Linked DNA regions of Mus musculus: region 1 is linked to region 2. The links are chromatin contacts, called in public capture Hi-C maps. All regions are on one chromosome and are shown on one strand. Each heading gives the region's core, a stretch centred on a gene start, on an enhancer-like site or on the middle of the called end of the contact. The rest is flanking DNA. Distances are from core to core; before and after follow the strand shown. Region 1 has its middle 68 kb from the start of Gm40577. Region 2 overlaps Gm34081 (a long non-coding RNA gene).

Region 1 (3,195 bases), core at 311-2,810, 820 kb before region 2:
GTGGTTTAAGAATTTTTATTGCCTAGGACTCTTAGTTAAGCATGCAAAATAAACCAATTTGGAGATAATAAATGTTGCCCGTTGAGGGAAGCTAAAGTCAACCTATCTTTAGTAGGAGATTCCCATTTTTTAAACACTTGCAAATTGAATTAACACACTAAACATAAAACCAGCGGCAGTACTAAATATCTATTTGTTTTTCTCCAGACGCTGTCTCCTTTAAATTAGACACAGGAGGCCTGACTGGAGGAACAAGGGAGCCAACTTGCCACTGTGGCCGAGCAGATGCCAGCCGAGGTCTGAACGCAAGCAAGCAAACAAACAAAACCAAAACCCAAAACAACCCCCCAGCAATCTGAGTGTCAGAGACCAAAATGATCTCTAAGCAAACAAGAAAGATGCCTTAGATCAAATGCTTAGAAGGCAAACCTCAAGGAGGCATCTACCAAACCGGAGTCTAACAAGCAGCTCAGAATAAATGCCAAAGGGCCCCATGGAGGACAAGAAAGGACTCACCCAGATCCATCCAAGCAGATAACCTCTGCACAGGGTCTGCAGGAGTTCATGTTCCAGTGTGTCCCGCCCATCTCAGTGACTTATTCTACGAAAAGTGGATTCTGGGGACACCACATGTGGGCACCAGAACTATAATAAACACCTATTCTCACCTCTGGACACAAATTTAGTTTCCCCCAGATTCCATGTTCCTGTGTGAAAGCGGTTTTATAAAGCTTTTACAGTAAGAGAGCATTGCAAGTCATGAGTCAAGGTGCTTGGAGGAAGCATCAGTTGGTCAAGTTAATAGCAAAGCAGGAGTAGCTCTTCCAGGCCTCGGGGGTTATCTGAAGTTTTCTTACCCCTTCCTTTGGTTGGCAATGGGGTTGGGGGAGTCTGTTCTTATATTCCCGTGTATTTACCTAACACTCACAAAGATGTTAGGTCATGTACAGAAGAAGACAAAAAGTGGCTGTTAAAGGAACTAAAGATTTGGCTCTGGACTTGCACCATTCCAACATCTCCATAGTACTGAGGTTATAATCACTGAATTATAACTGATTCTATATAATACATGATCAGTTAATCAGCACACAGTTCCCTGGAAGGTGCAATTCTTTTTTTTTTTTTTTTTGAGACAGGGTTTCTCTGTGTAGCCCTGGTTGTCCTGGCACTCACTTTGTAGACCAAGCTGGCCTCGAACTCAGAAATCTTCCTGCCTCTGCCTCCCAAGTGCTGGGATTAAAGGCGTGCGCCACCACGCCCGGCTGGAAGGTGCAATTCTTTTCAGGAATTTTCCTGCACATGCATGTGTGAATGAATACTTGCTGACAGTGAAGCTCAGAGCCTTACGTTTGCTAGGCAACTGTTCTGCTGCTCCTGCATCCCCACACCTTAAGATGGCTACATGACTGAGGATTCACTGCAATGTCTACCAAAACTTGGTCGATATTATTCACAGATCTAGAAAAACAAATTGTAAAATCCGCACCTGTGATAGTTTGCATAATGCTCAGTCCAGCGGGTGGTACTATTAGGAGGTGTGGCCTAGTTGGAGTAGGTAAGACCTTCCCCCACCCTAGCTGCCTGGAAGTCAGTCTTCCACTAGCAGCCTTCAGATGAAGGTATAGAACTCCCAGCTCTGCCTGCCTGAATGCTGCCATGCTCCCACCTTGATAATACTGGACTGACCCTCTGAACCTGTAAGTCAGTTCCAATTAAATGTTGTCCTTTAACAAGAGTTGCCTTGGTCATGGTGTCTGTCACTTCTGTCTGTAACTAAGACAGAAGTTGGGACCAGGGACTGGGGTATTGCTGTGATACGCCTGACCATGCTTTTGTTTGAAAGATGTGGATTTGGGGACTTTGGATTTGGAAAGCAGTGGAATGCTGTAAATGGGACTTAATGGGCTATCCTAGTAGGAATATGGAAGACTTTGTTACTGAGAGTGATTTGAATTGGGTGGACCTGGCCCAAGAGGTTTCAATGAAGAATTTAAATATGTGGCCTGCAGACTGTTTTTTTGTGGTAACTTGGCTACTTTCTTGCCCTTGTTTGAAGAGTTTGCCTGAGGCTAAGGTGAACCGACTCAGATTAATTGCAATGACAAAGGAAGTCTCTGAAACACCCACCATAGACTTTGTTCTCTGGTTAAGTCTCATGAAAGCATTTTAAACAAGCATAGCAGGCTGAGAAAGGGAAAATATAAAATATATGGTTTGAGTATTAAAGGGGCACCAGGAAGTGAAATGGAGCTGAGTCCTGTGTTCAAGGGGATAACAAATTAAGGGAGTGGAACTTTGTGGCAAGATCCTACCCAGTTAAATTTAGTTCCAGGCCTGGCAGTACACATTTCTAATCCCAGGAGGCAAAGACAAGCAGATCTCTTAGTTCAAGGCCAGCCTAGAGCATGTTCTAAGTGAAGAACAATTTAAACTCAGGCTTGGTGGACCACACCTTTAATCCCAGTGTTTAGGAGACAGGCATGCAGATCTCTTGAGTTCAAAGTCAGTCTACAGAGCAAGTTCCAGGACAGCCAAGCTTAGGCAGTGAAGGAGTTGGAAAACAGAAAGTTGGTGATAATGTAATAGAACAAGGGGGCCATGTTCAGACCCCAGCAAGCAGCAGAACATGGCAGCTTTGGCCATGTGGTTCTGGCTTTAGAATGACTAATAGAATGGACTACTGGGATGATTGATACTGGGTAGTTGGAGCTAAGAAATTAGCAGTGATTAAGGAGAGACCAGCATCACTGAGGTGAAATCTGGCAAGTGTTTTCTGAGAGCACAAAGAAGCTGTATTCTAGAGATAGCCTCCTACAATAGCTGTACTTGGTAATGTGTAAGATTCATGAAGATATCATGAAGAACAGCTGAGGCTTGGCACTGTGAGAGGCCATGGAAGGCCATTGGTGAAGGTGAAGCCTCAGTTGCAGTTGATAGCCCAGGACTGAAGGGGTCATGCAAAGGATTTAAGGCTTGGCACCATGAGGAGAGCCTGTGAGAGCCTATAGGTGAAGCCTCTTTGCAGCAGAAGACCCCAGTGTATGGGAGATGCCAGTACCATGGGATGATCACCAAGAACAGCAGCAGTAACAGTGGAGTGGATCATCCTGAGCTTAGAGTGCTCCAGAGGGCAGAGCTGGAGAAGTGAAGCCAGCCCTTTGGAGGAGCCCAGAAGATCATATGTGGATCCCAGAC
Region 2 (2,782 bases), core at 46-2,545:
CCCCTCTCTGTTTGCACAGCCAAGACCTCAGGTCTGCCTAAACAGGAAAGGAAGCTGAGGCTTCCTTGTTCTGACTGCCCCATCCCCCCACCAAAGGCTGACCCATCCCCCACCACTGGCCGCCAGCAGGGATTTCCTGGGCTTAGGATCAGCCCATTCACTAGGAACCAAGAACCTTGGGGGAGGGTTAACCGGTCATCAATTTGCCATTTCTCATGAAAGGGAGGTTTTTGTGGGGGGAGGGGTGTGGAGGCCTCTGGCCTCTGGAGGGGGGGGGGGGGCGAGGTGAAGACCCCTGGCGAGCAACAGTGAAGCTTTCTCTAAATAAAGATGACCACAAAGTGGTGGATGGTAGTAGATAACCTGTTGTCTGAGAACAAAGAGCGGTGTAATCACAAACCAGAACGAATTGTGGTGAATCACGGGCAACGGTCACAAAAAGCTGCACTGGGACAGATTAGGACTGGAAAGCTAAGGGGACATACTCTCCACTGTGGCTAGTTACAACACCACGGAATTAGGTTGCGGCAAACCGCCGACAACTGGCAGACCTCAGGTAATTGACAACCTCGAGCCGACCACGGGTAATTGGCAACCATAGGCAGCTGACAGGCTGCAGTAAATGGCATGTGAGTGACTGGCAAACCCCAACTTAGCAAAAGAAGTTACTTCACACCGACTCATGGTCCTGAGCGTTGGAGCCTTGAGCCCAGAACAGTACCATGGCTTACAAGCTACTGGGGGGTGGGGGTGGGGAATTACTAGTCTTGGGAGTGAAACTATAGTCATCAAACTTCCCTGTAACCCCAAAACCTACTACGTTAGTTTCCAGGCCGTAAAGATGACCACAGGAAGTCAACTCTAGGAGCTGTAGGAACTGAACCCTTAGTCAGGTGAGAGATATTTGCAAAACAAGTAGATTCAGGCTTTGGGTTTAGAGCCTTCTGATTTCTACAGCTTAGGGGTTTCTCCAACCCCAGTGTAGCTTTCTGCCCTGGTTTAGGGAAAAGTCAAAATGGTCACCCTAACCCAGCCTGCTGATCAGAGGTTTCCGTAAATCAAGTGGGAATTGTTTTTGTTTTCTGAATTGTGCCTCAGTGCCGTGTTAGGACCTGCGTTTTCTGCCCTCGGGGTTTTATACAATACCAGCTAGTGTCTTCATTCATGGGGCCAGGTCCACCCAACTACCCTTGATGAGTTCAGGTTGCAGCCGGGCTCTCAGGGGAGTCAGGAATCCCGGGGCTCAGGAGTAGGGCCACTTGCATCAGAATGAAAGCCTGAAGCAATCCCACCACAGCTTCTTAGCATATATTCAAGAGGATTCAGTATTCTAGGGTTTGTCACCTGGCTAACAATGAGCAGCAGGCCTGAGATTCTCTGAGACCCAGAGAACTGAAAAACTTGGTGAGCCTTGGTCAGAAAAGTGTTTCTAGACAACGGTGAGCCAGGATGCCAAGGGTTGTGGTCAACAAAAGCATCTCTGTGTACCACGAAAAAACTGGCACACTGCAGCAGACACCATCCCACGAGGAACTGGTAAACCAAGAGGAACTGGTAAACCACGAACATCCACACTTCACTGTGGGCAGCTTGGAAGCCCTAAGGCACAGGCTTGCTCTTTGTCTTCCATAACTAATATCCTGAAACGGAGTGCCAGATTTCAAACCCCAAACTCCATTCCTTGAATCCCAGAACTGAGCAGAGACGAGTTGGCAGGACGGCTCTTTCCCAGAATCCACTGGGCCTGTTTTGGGGGCAGCTTAGTTAACCACAGGGCTCTGGTTATTTGCAAAACAATAAGAAGGGATGAGACTCCTCTAGGATTCCCAGAGTTTCTCGGTCTTCTTTTTCTTAAAGAAACAGGGTGTCTCCCGCAGGCTTCCAGGAGGTGTTTGAAGATTGGAATTTACTAAGGGCAACCTGGGGAGGAGGCATTGATATTATTCTTACTCTTGACCCTGTGAGAGATGCTCAGAAAGGCAGTGGGGGAAGACACTGTTCAAAGAAAAAATTTCTGAGACCTAAGGCCTCTAAGATTAGAGATTGCTATATAGTCCACAGTCTAGCAAGGCTACAGCAGGGAGACAAGAACTCCGAGACCGGTGTTGTAAGTGCATGCAGGATCGCAATGCCTCCAGCCAAGGGCTGCCTGGGAACTGTGGCTGAAGGAAGTCAGCTCACAAACTGCCATTTAGAATTTGAGATGTGAAAGTTCTCTTTATTTCCCAGCTAACCTGAGCTCCATGCTATTGGAGGTCCTGGGGGGGGGGGGGGGGAAACTCTGCAAGTACCAGATTCCATCAGGAATTCCAAAGCTAAACTACAGTCTGTATGGTCACAGCACCGGAGAGGACAGCCTCTTACTCGCGTGATCCCATTCCCAATCTGTGAGAATGTTTTAGCCATCCCCTGTGCTCAAGGCATTCTCCATTGACAAAATAATGCAGCCCTTCCCTCACTCCAGGAGTTAAGGAAAAGAAAGAAACAGCATAGCATAGCGGCTGCAGCGCTACTCCACGGCGAACCGCGGCACAATTCCACGGCGGTTCGCGGCACGCGTACACAGCGGTACGCGAAGCGGCATTAGTACACGGCGAACCTCCTCGCTAGTTCACGGAGGTCCGCGGCACTAGTCCATGGCGAACCTTGGCACCAGTCCATAGCGATCTGCGGCACTGACTGTCCACTATGAACCGTAGCGGTAGTTCATAGCGAACGGCAGCATTGTGTACAGTAAGCCATGGGACTTGCCCATGACAAACCACAGCACTTGTACATGGTC

The links. Capture Hi-C pulls out chosen DNA fragments and counts their contacts.
Region 1: a contact with region 2 is called in a capture Hi-C map of embryonic stem cells, with 2.6 times the contacts expected there. The contact joins two enhancer-like sites.

Annotation. Positions count from the first base shown.
Region 1 is chr12:110,348,691-110,351,885 of GRCm38.p6, reverse strand. No RefSeq gene overlaps it. Among named protein-coding and RNA genes, the nearest start is that of Gm40577, 68 kb to the left of the region's middle. Within about 2 kb of position 1,560, at least 6 of the 459 cell types and tissues checked have an H3K27ac peak or open chromatin away from gene starts, as enhancers often do. A contact at or near this core is called in embryonic stem cells, where this site is marked.
Region 2 is chr12:109,528,189-109,530,970 of GRCm38.p6, reverse strand. The region is part of intron 2 of Gm34081 (a long non-coding RNA gene); the gene reads left to right. Among named protein-coding and RNA genes, the nearest start is that of Gm34081, 11 kb to the left of the region's middle. Within about 2 kb of position 1,295, at least 29 of the 459 cell types and tissues checked have an H3K27ac peak or open chromatin away from gene starts, as enhancers often do. A contact at or near this core is called in embryonic stem cells, where this site is marked.